Regions from separate parts of the Mus musculus genome. Here region 1 is linked to region 2. Evidence: chromatin contacts called from public HiChIP or PLAC-seq data. All regions are on one chromosome and are shown on one strand. Each heading gives the region's core, a stretch centred on a gene start, on an enhancer-like site or on the middle of the called end of the contact. The rest is flanking DNA. Distances are from core to core; before and after follow the strand shown. Region 1 holds the start of Plut (PDX1 associated lncRNA, upregulator of transcription). Region 2 holds the start of 1700041I07Rik (a long non-coding RNA gene).

What was found. HiChIP or PLAC-seq counts read pairs in DNA pulled down with a chosen protein or histone mark.
Region 1: a contact with region 2 is called in a FOXA1 HiChIP or PLAC-seq map of pancreatic cancer cells. The contact joins the promoter of Plut here to the promoter of 1700041I07Rik in region 2. A contact is called at or near these places in 5 of 39 promoter capture datasets (the 3T3-L1 cell line, cranial neural crest, hippocampal neurons and 2 more), 1 of 484 Hi-C or Micro-C datasets (embryonic stem cells) and 1 of 115 datasets of contacts at active chromatin or transcription factors (pancreatic cancer cells).

Annotation. Positions count from the first base shown.
Region 1 is chr5:147,269,226-147,273,040 of GRCm38.p6, forward strand. It overlaps Plut (PDX1 associated lncRNA, upregulator of transcription), which reads right to left and starts at 2,296. Exons shown (of 6, transcript NR_038157.1): 1 at 1,995-2,296. It overlaps Pdx1 (pancreatic and duodenal homeobox 1), which reads left to right and starts at 872. Exons shown (of 2, transcript NM_008814.4): 1 at 872-1,422. The coding sequence starts at 1,014.
Region 2 is chr5:146,794,187-146,797,620 of GRCm38.p6, forward strand. It overlaps 1700041I07Rik (a long non-coding RNA gene), which reads left to right and starts at 1,639. Exons shown (of 2, transcript XR_377208.4): 1 at 1,639-1,936. Usp12 (ubiquitin specific peptidase 12) reads right to left here and starts at 770. Exons shown (of 9, transcript NM_011669.3): 1 at 429-770. The coding sequence starts at 476.

The sequences.
Region 1 (3,815 bases), core at 1,046-3,545, 480 kb after region 2:
GCCAGGATGGTCACAGATCTGAAAACCCGGTGCCAACCCCTTGCCCAACTGCTCAACCACAAAGGCAACACTTCTCTGTGCCTTCCGCACATTTGGGAGTGTGTTCTGAGTTAATCAAATAAGTTCCAATCCCCAAAATTAAATCTAATAACTTCAACTTAAGAAAAAACATAAGCCACTGTGATTCCCCCCCCCCCAGACCTAACAGTCAGAAGGCTAGAAGTATAGGGAACGCAGATACAGATAAAAATAAAACGAAATAAAGGGATAGTTTGAGCAATAAAACAAAAAACGACAGCTTCAGGCTTACAGCGCTGAGTTCTGCAAGCATTTCTCAAAAACTGTATTTTTCAACAGTTGCACCCTAACGTTTTGCAAGTCATATTATTGAGCTGATATTTACATACATTATACAAAAATACAAGAAAATTAAAAGTTAGACGCTGTGCCTTACACCTGCAACCCCAGAACTGGGGAGGAAAAGGAGTTTGAAGCCAGCCTGGACTACATCTTGAGTTGCAGGCCAGCCAGGCTACAAAATTAGACCTCCACCCCCTGTCTTAAAACAAAACCAAAAACAAACAAAAAACATAGCGAGGGGGAAGAGGAGATGTAGACTTTTTTTTTAAGCTCATTGGGAGCGGTTTTGTAAAGAGTAAAGGTTCTGGTATTTTTGTGCGCCCCGTTTTGGAGAGCTCCACAGCAGCAAGCAGGGATCAGGCGACTGAGAGAGAAAATTGAAACAAGTGCAGGTGTTCGCGGGCACCTAAGCCTCCTTCTTAAGGCAGTCCTCCAGGCCAATGATGGCTCCAGGGTAAACCACGTGGGGTGCCCCAGAGCCTATGGCACGGCGGCCGGCTTGTCCCCAGCCAGCCTCTGGTTCCCCAGGAGAGCAGTGGAGAACTGTCAAAGCGATCTGGGGTGGCGTAGAGAGTCCGCGAGCCACCCAGCGCCTAAGGCCTGGCTTGTAGCTCCGACCCGGGGCTGCTGGCCCCCAAGTGCCGGCTGCCACCATGAACAGTGAGGAGCAGTACTACGCGGCCACACAGCTCTACAAGGACCCGTGCGCATTCCAGAGGGGCCCGGTGCCAGAGTTCAGCGCTAACCCCCCTGCGTGCCTGTACATGGGCCGCCAGCCCCCACCTCCGCCGCCACCCCAGTTTACAAGCTCGCTGGGATCACTGGAGCAGGGAAGTCCTCCGGACATCTCCCCATACGAAGTGCCCCCGCTCGCCTCCGACGACCCGGCTGGCGCTCACCTCCACCACCACCTTCCAGCTCAGCTCGGGCTCGCCCATCCACCTCCCGGACCTTTCCCGAATGGAACCGAGCCTGGGGGCCTGGAAGAGCCCAACCGCGTCCAGCTCCCTTTCCCGTGGATGAAATCCACCAAAGCTCACGCGTGGAAAGGCCAGTGGGCAGGTAAGCCTGGCTCTTTCTCCCTTTCTCTTTCCCTAGTCTGGACTTGGCTGCTACTGCCTTCAAGAACTCCCCCGGGCCTTTTCTCACAAGTTCCTCTGAAACCCGCAAGGATAATGCAGGCTTAGAATAAAGTCTATGCAAGCCAGTAAGTCCACTCATGTTGGCAGCTTGTTCTCCATTCAACACTCTTCCCTCCTTGCGCTTGTCCTGAGCCTTTCTTACCCTGGGAGCCAACTCCCACGCTGGAGAAAGAAGAGGCCTAGCCAGGCTCAGAACTCCCGAACTCTCTGGATCTTTCTGCAGAGAGGAACCTGGACTCCCGGACCCCAAGGGCCCCAAGCAAGTTATGCAAGATGTCTCTGATGATGGAGTCCCTTGGAAACCCTAGGCCCCTTCACTTCCCGGCTCTATCCTAGTGGCCTTATTAGAGAAACGGGGCCTCCTAGGGGCAGTAGGAGTAGGAGAAACACAGGAAGAAGGGAAAGGAAAATTGCGTCCATCCAGGTAGGCCCTGGAGTAGGATGAGGGGTGGGGGTGAACAGGGAGAGGCTGTACCAACGCGAGGTGCTCACCGGGAGGGTTGAAAGGCAGGTGGTTCACTCTCTCGGAGTCTGGCAGTTGGCAGAGGTCTCTGGGGTGCCAATTCTTTTTGAACCAACCCAACGTGTTTGAAGGGTCCTCTCTGGAGCCGCGTCCCAGGAAGCAAATATGCAGAAGAAGGGGCCTCCTCCCTGCTGTCCGGCTCAAAGAAGCAAGACACCCTGGCTTTCCTTAGCCCTAGGCGCCTGCTTTGTGATAAAGTCCTTCCTTCCAGCAGAGGCGAAGCGGAGCAAGCCCTAGGTCCCTTCCCGCCGGATGCTGGCAGCCAATTCGTGTGGGGGCCTGTGCCCGCCGCTCCACAATGTTATCTCTTCCGGTCTACAGCCACTTCTGGTCACACCTGGACTGCAAATAGCTGCTCTTTCTTTTGCTTTCCGACTGACTGTCGGGAGCAGGAGCGAAGGGTTAAGACGCTGGAGTTGCCATCCCCTGAGAATTCTCAACGTTGTCCTCCGGTCCTAAGGCGCCTGGTCTGACACTATCCCAGGAGCAGCCAAGCAAAGCTCCGAGAGAGTATGGGGGTAACGAGGTTCACCAAGGATTCAAGGGTGGAAAAAGAAGGGGGAAGGCTCCTTTAGCTAGTTCATTTTCTCACCGAGGAAAAAAACAAAAAAAAAAAAAAAAAAACAAAACAAAAAAAAAAAACAAAACAAAACAAAAAACCCTGACTTAAAACAGGCCCAAACTCTTGCTGGGGAGATCCTCCACCTCTGAGCAATTCCAAGCAGCTGGAGCAGGTAGGCCGCAGCAGAGGCCTCTCAAGGCCAAGACCAAAGGGCGCTGAGACCTGGCCATTGGGCTGCCCAAAGACAGACCCTCCACCTAAAGGGGGTTCCTTGCCAAGGAACCACGAAGCAGAGCCCCGGAGATTGATTCTTTCTGGCTATCCACTCCTGCTCTGGGCTAGGGTAGGAACAAGCCAGGGAGTTAAATCTGAGCAGAGGAAGCAGAAAGCCTTTCCTATGTTTGGTGAACACTTTGGAGACCCCTCCTGACTGTGAGATCTGGGTACCAGGATCCTTTGCGGATCCTTTCTGACCATCAGCAAGCAGGACTCGAGGCAGACTACCCCTCTCTTCTCCCTGTAGAAACCTGCAAAGAGCTCCAGCCGGCCCCACTTCAGAAGGACTGCAAGGTTTAGCGAACCCACCTGCGTGTGCTTCGTCGGTTCACAACCCCTGGAAAGGGCTTAATGGCTGAAGGGCTTATAGTAGGACTATGAATGCTAATGGCAATAACCGCTTATAAATAATTGGACTTAAAAGAACTTCATAATCCCTACTGGTGAGTTCTACTGAGCCCCAGAAAAGTCAGATCGAGCACTCTGAACATCTCACCAGCAGATTCTAACTTTAATTCCCACCCGTGGCTTCCTCTAGCTGAGCACAGGTTCCCTATAGTCTTTCATTAGGGCTTGGCAAAGTAGGCAGCTGAGGGCAGTAGTTGGAAGAATCTGCCAGTTGTTGGCATTTAAGATGTCTCTTTAAGGTTAGGTATCTTTCCTTTCCTACACCAGGAAAGGCCTGTGTGGTTTGGGGACACAGGTTTGTGTTCCTGAGGACACAAACTGCTTTCCAAAGAGTGGTCTGGGGACTTCACTTCAGCTTCTAGTGCCTCCCCAGTACCTGGGGGAAGACCCGGGGAGCAGATTCCATCCTGAAGATTAATCCCTTGCCCTCAACACACTCATTCACCTTTCAGCTCTTTGGAAACTGTCTCTCACCCCTGTCCTGAATCAAGTCGGCCTCAGTCTCTTCCACTGGGCTTTGCTGGAGAGCCTTCCATCCTGCATC
Region 2 (3,434 bases), core at 389-2,888:
GGAAATGCCGCGTCCCTTCCCCTGGCACAATCCCCTCGCTTCCCGGTACCAGTCCCCAGTTTAAAGTCCCGGCTCCAGCCTCCAACCTCAGTCCACACCTCGAGTCCCCAAGTCCCCAACCCCAGTCTGCAGCCCTTACCCCCAACCCCGTCCCTGAGCCCCCAGGCCCTAGTCCCCAGCCACAGTCCCCGAGTCCCCGGTGCCCAGACCCAGAGCTCCCCGTCCTCAACTGCGACCCCGTGGTCAGGACCCAACCCCGAGCCCCGGTCGGTCCTATCCCCAGTGTCCCGGCCCCGCCTGCCGTGTCCAGCACGCCTTCCCCGCGGCCACTCGGCCCCGCGCCCGGTCCGCCCGCACACGACCAGGCCCGCGGGCGGCGCCTCGAAGGCGGGGACCGGCCCCCCGGGCCGCGCTGCCGCCGCACCTACCATGGTACAGATGGAGGCGAATTTGGAGACTGTCATTAGGATTTCCATCCGCCCGGCGCCATCTTCCAGACAGTCGCGGCGGGCGGGGGACGCGGGGAGCCGGGCCGCCCGCTCGCTCCGCAGCCCGCGGCCGCACCCGGAGCCGCCGCCGACCCACGCTTCTAGCCTGCTGGGCCGCCGCTGCCGTCGTCGCCGCGGGCGCTCAGGCTTCCTCCGGCCCAGCCCCCGCCCGCCGGCCGCCCGCCCGCCCCCGGCTCCGCCCCGGCGCACGGCGCAGCCGCCGCCTCAGGGCCCGCGCCTGCCCGGGAAGCCGCTCACAGCACACCCCGCCCAGCGCGCTGGGGAGAGAGCTCCGCGCAGGCCCTACCGCCCCGACGACCGGGCAGCGTCCTTCCGCCCCGCCCGCCTCCGGCGCCGCCACGCCCACCGCAGCTGTGCCACGCCCATGGTGCCCCGCCCTCCCACGGGGGGGGGGCGAGCTTGGGGAGGACGGCTCCACCCAGTGCGCGTTGGGGCGGGGCGAGACCCGTGCCGCGTTCCTCCTGCAGATGGGTCCTAGCGCCGACGTGAAGCACCTACCTTAGCTTGCAAGAGCGGGTCTTTAGGGGATCGAGCCTTTGCTCTGCGGCGTCTGTGACATCAAGCAGCCTTTAGAGCGACTGACAGTCAGTTGAAACAGAAGACGGAGACCATATCTGGGAAACTGGATGGGTTGGAAGGCAACCCCGCCAGAGTCCCAAGCACTTGGATGTTTTTCTGGGGTGAATCATCTGGGCCTAATTCCCTAAGAAAAGGCTAATTAGATAAAAAGACAAGATTTAACTCTATGAATTAGCAGTAGTGGGGGAGAAGAGGAAGGGGAGCCAATCCTGAAAAACAGTGGGATACCAACTTGGAATTTGTAACAGGGTGGTATGTCCCAAGTAAGAAGCCGAAGCCAATGTGTGAGGAGCACATAGACCGTGTTAGCTAGTGGATGAACGCTTCCTATTTTCTACCGGCAGAAAATTCATAAAACTTCATAAATTACTACTTTAAAAAGCCTGTGATTTGTTTTGATTGGTGATCTGAGGGTAGGACCTTTTCTGCCTTCCACCCAACTCCCCACCACACCGGGTCTGTGGAACTTGGGGCCTAAATTCCGACGAAAGCTCTAAAATCTGATAAGCCTCACTTCATAGTCCAAAGCATTCAAAAGACCGAGAATTTGAACAAAATTTAGTCGAGAAACAGATTTCTGGTACATGAATACTGTTTCCATAGCAATTCCATTGTAAGCGTTGGGGGAGGGGAACACCCACTGAATACAGCTAAGTATTCTGGCAGCTGCTTATTCTCCAGGTATCTACCTTCGTAGTGGCTAGGCCTCCCGCTTTTCTGTAGATACCACGGCAGGGGCTTGGACTCTGGTTTACACCAGTTCAGATCTATGCAATGTTTGTCGCGTTGCTCGCCACTCTAGACTCCACAAGCATAGAGCATGGTCGTACAACATCTATATTTTAAAGGTAAGGATGGGAGCTGGACATATGGCTTAGTTGGCGAAGTGTTTGTGTAGGTGTTCTGAGGTTTCATATCCTCAGCTGAAGTGCTAATCCTACTATGGTAAGGTCATCCTCAGCTATTTAATGAGTTCAAGACCAGCCTGGATCACTTGAGTCCTTGTCCCCAAAAAAATAAATGAATGAAAAGCCAGTCACAGGGAATTGTGACATGCACCTACAATCCCAGCATAGGAAACAGAGAAAGGTGAGTCTCTGTGAGTTCAAGGGCAGCCTGGACTAAATAGCAAATCTACAGATCAGCCAGATCTATGCAGGGAGACCTGGCCTCAAAAATAAATAAAAGAGAATAAACAGCACATGTATGAAATTGTCAAAAAGAAATTAGCAAAAGCCAATGAGTAATTAATTAAAATGTTGAGCAAATAAAACCCTCCAGCTGTCAGTGTGCCGCCTCAGAATTCCTGTCATAGGCTAGGTAGTCTGCTGGATAAGGTTTCATTTTTAAGCTTTATTATTTTTACTTTATGTGTATGGGTGTTTTGCTTGCTCACATGCGTACAGTGTCCGCGGAGGCCAGAAGAAGGCATCAGATCCTCCTGGAACTGGAGTTGTAGAAGGTTGTGAGACCAGATGGATGCTGGGAACCCTTTGAATGCTCTAAGCGTAAACCTTCCAATAACCCCAGAGATCCATCATGCCAGGCTTGTTTTCTAATTGAAGAAGTATAGCATTCATCATTGCACCCCTAGTGAGTGCAGGGCCTGGGTCTATACACACACAGCACAGGCTCTGTCCCTGAAATCTGACGTCTCTCCCTACCTCTCCCAATGAGTCAACCTCTTTGGTTGCATTAATAATGTGGTCTAGCTGTTCAGATAGTAGATGTCAATCAAAATAGCCATAGTTCTAACTCAAGTCTATGTTGGAAATTGTCTTAGGGTTTCCATTGCTCTGAAGAGACACCATGACCAAGGCAACATTCTTATAAAGGACAACATTTAATTGGGCCTGGCTTATACTTTCAGAGGTTCAGTCCATTGTCATCATGATAAAAAGCATGGCAGCATGCAAGCAGACATGGTGCTGGAGAAGGAGCTGAGAGTTCTATATCTTCATCTGAAGACAGCCTGGAGGGAAATCTCCACACTGGGTGGAGCTTGAGCACTAGGAGACCTCAAAACCCGCCTACACAGGGCCACACCACCTCCAAGAAGGCCACACCTCCTCATAGTGCCACTTACCATAGGCCAAGCATATTCAACTCGCCACAGGAATGGAACCCAGGACCTAATTTAGGCTTAGACAAGTGTTAAACCACTGAGTTACACTCCCAGTGCAATGGCTTTTCAAAGCTCACTCACTACTAATCCAGCAAATAAAGTTGAGCATCTGTACAATAAACGTAGGTCTTATATAGGCTGCTCCAGATAAAGTGTAGTCCATAGGTCTAAATACTTGTATGTATTTATTTCACCCTGTCACTGTCTTCAGACACACCAGA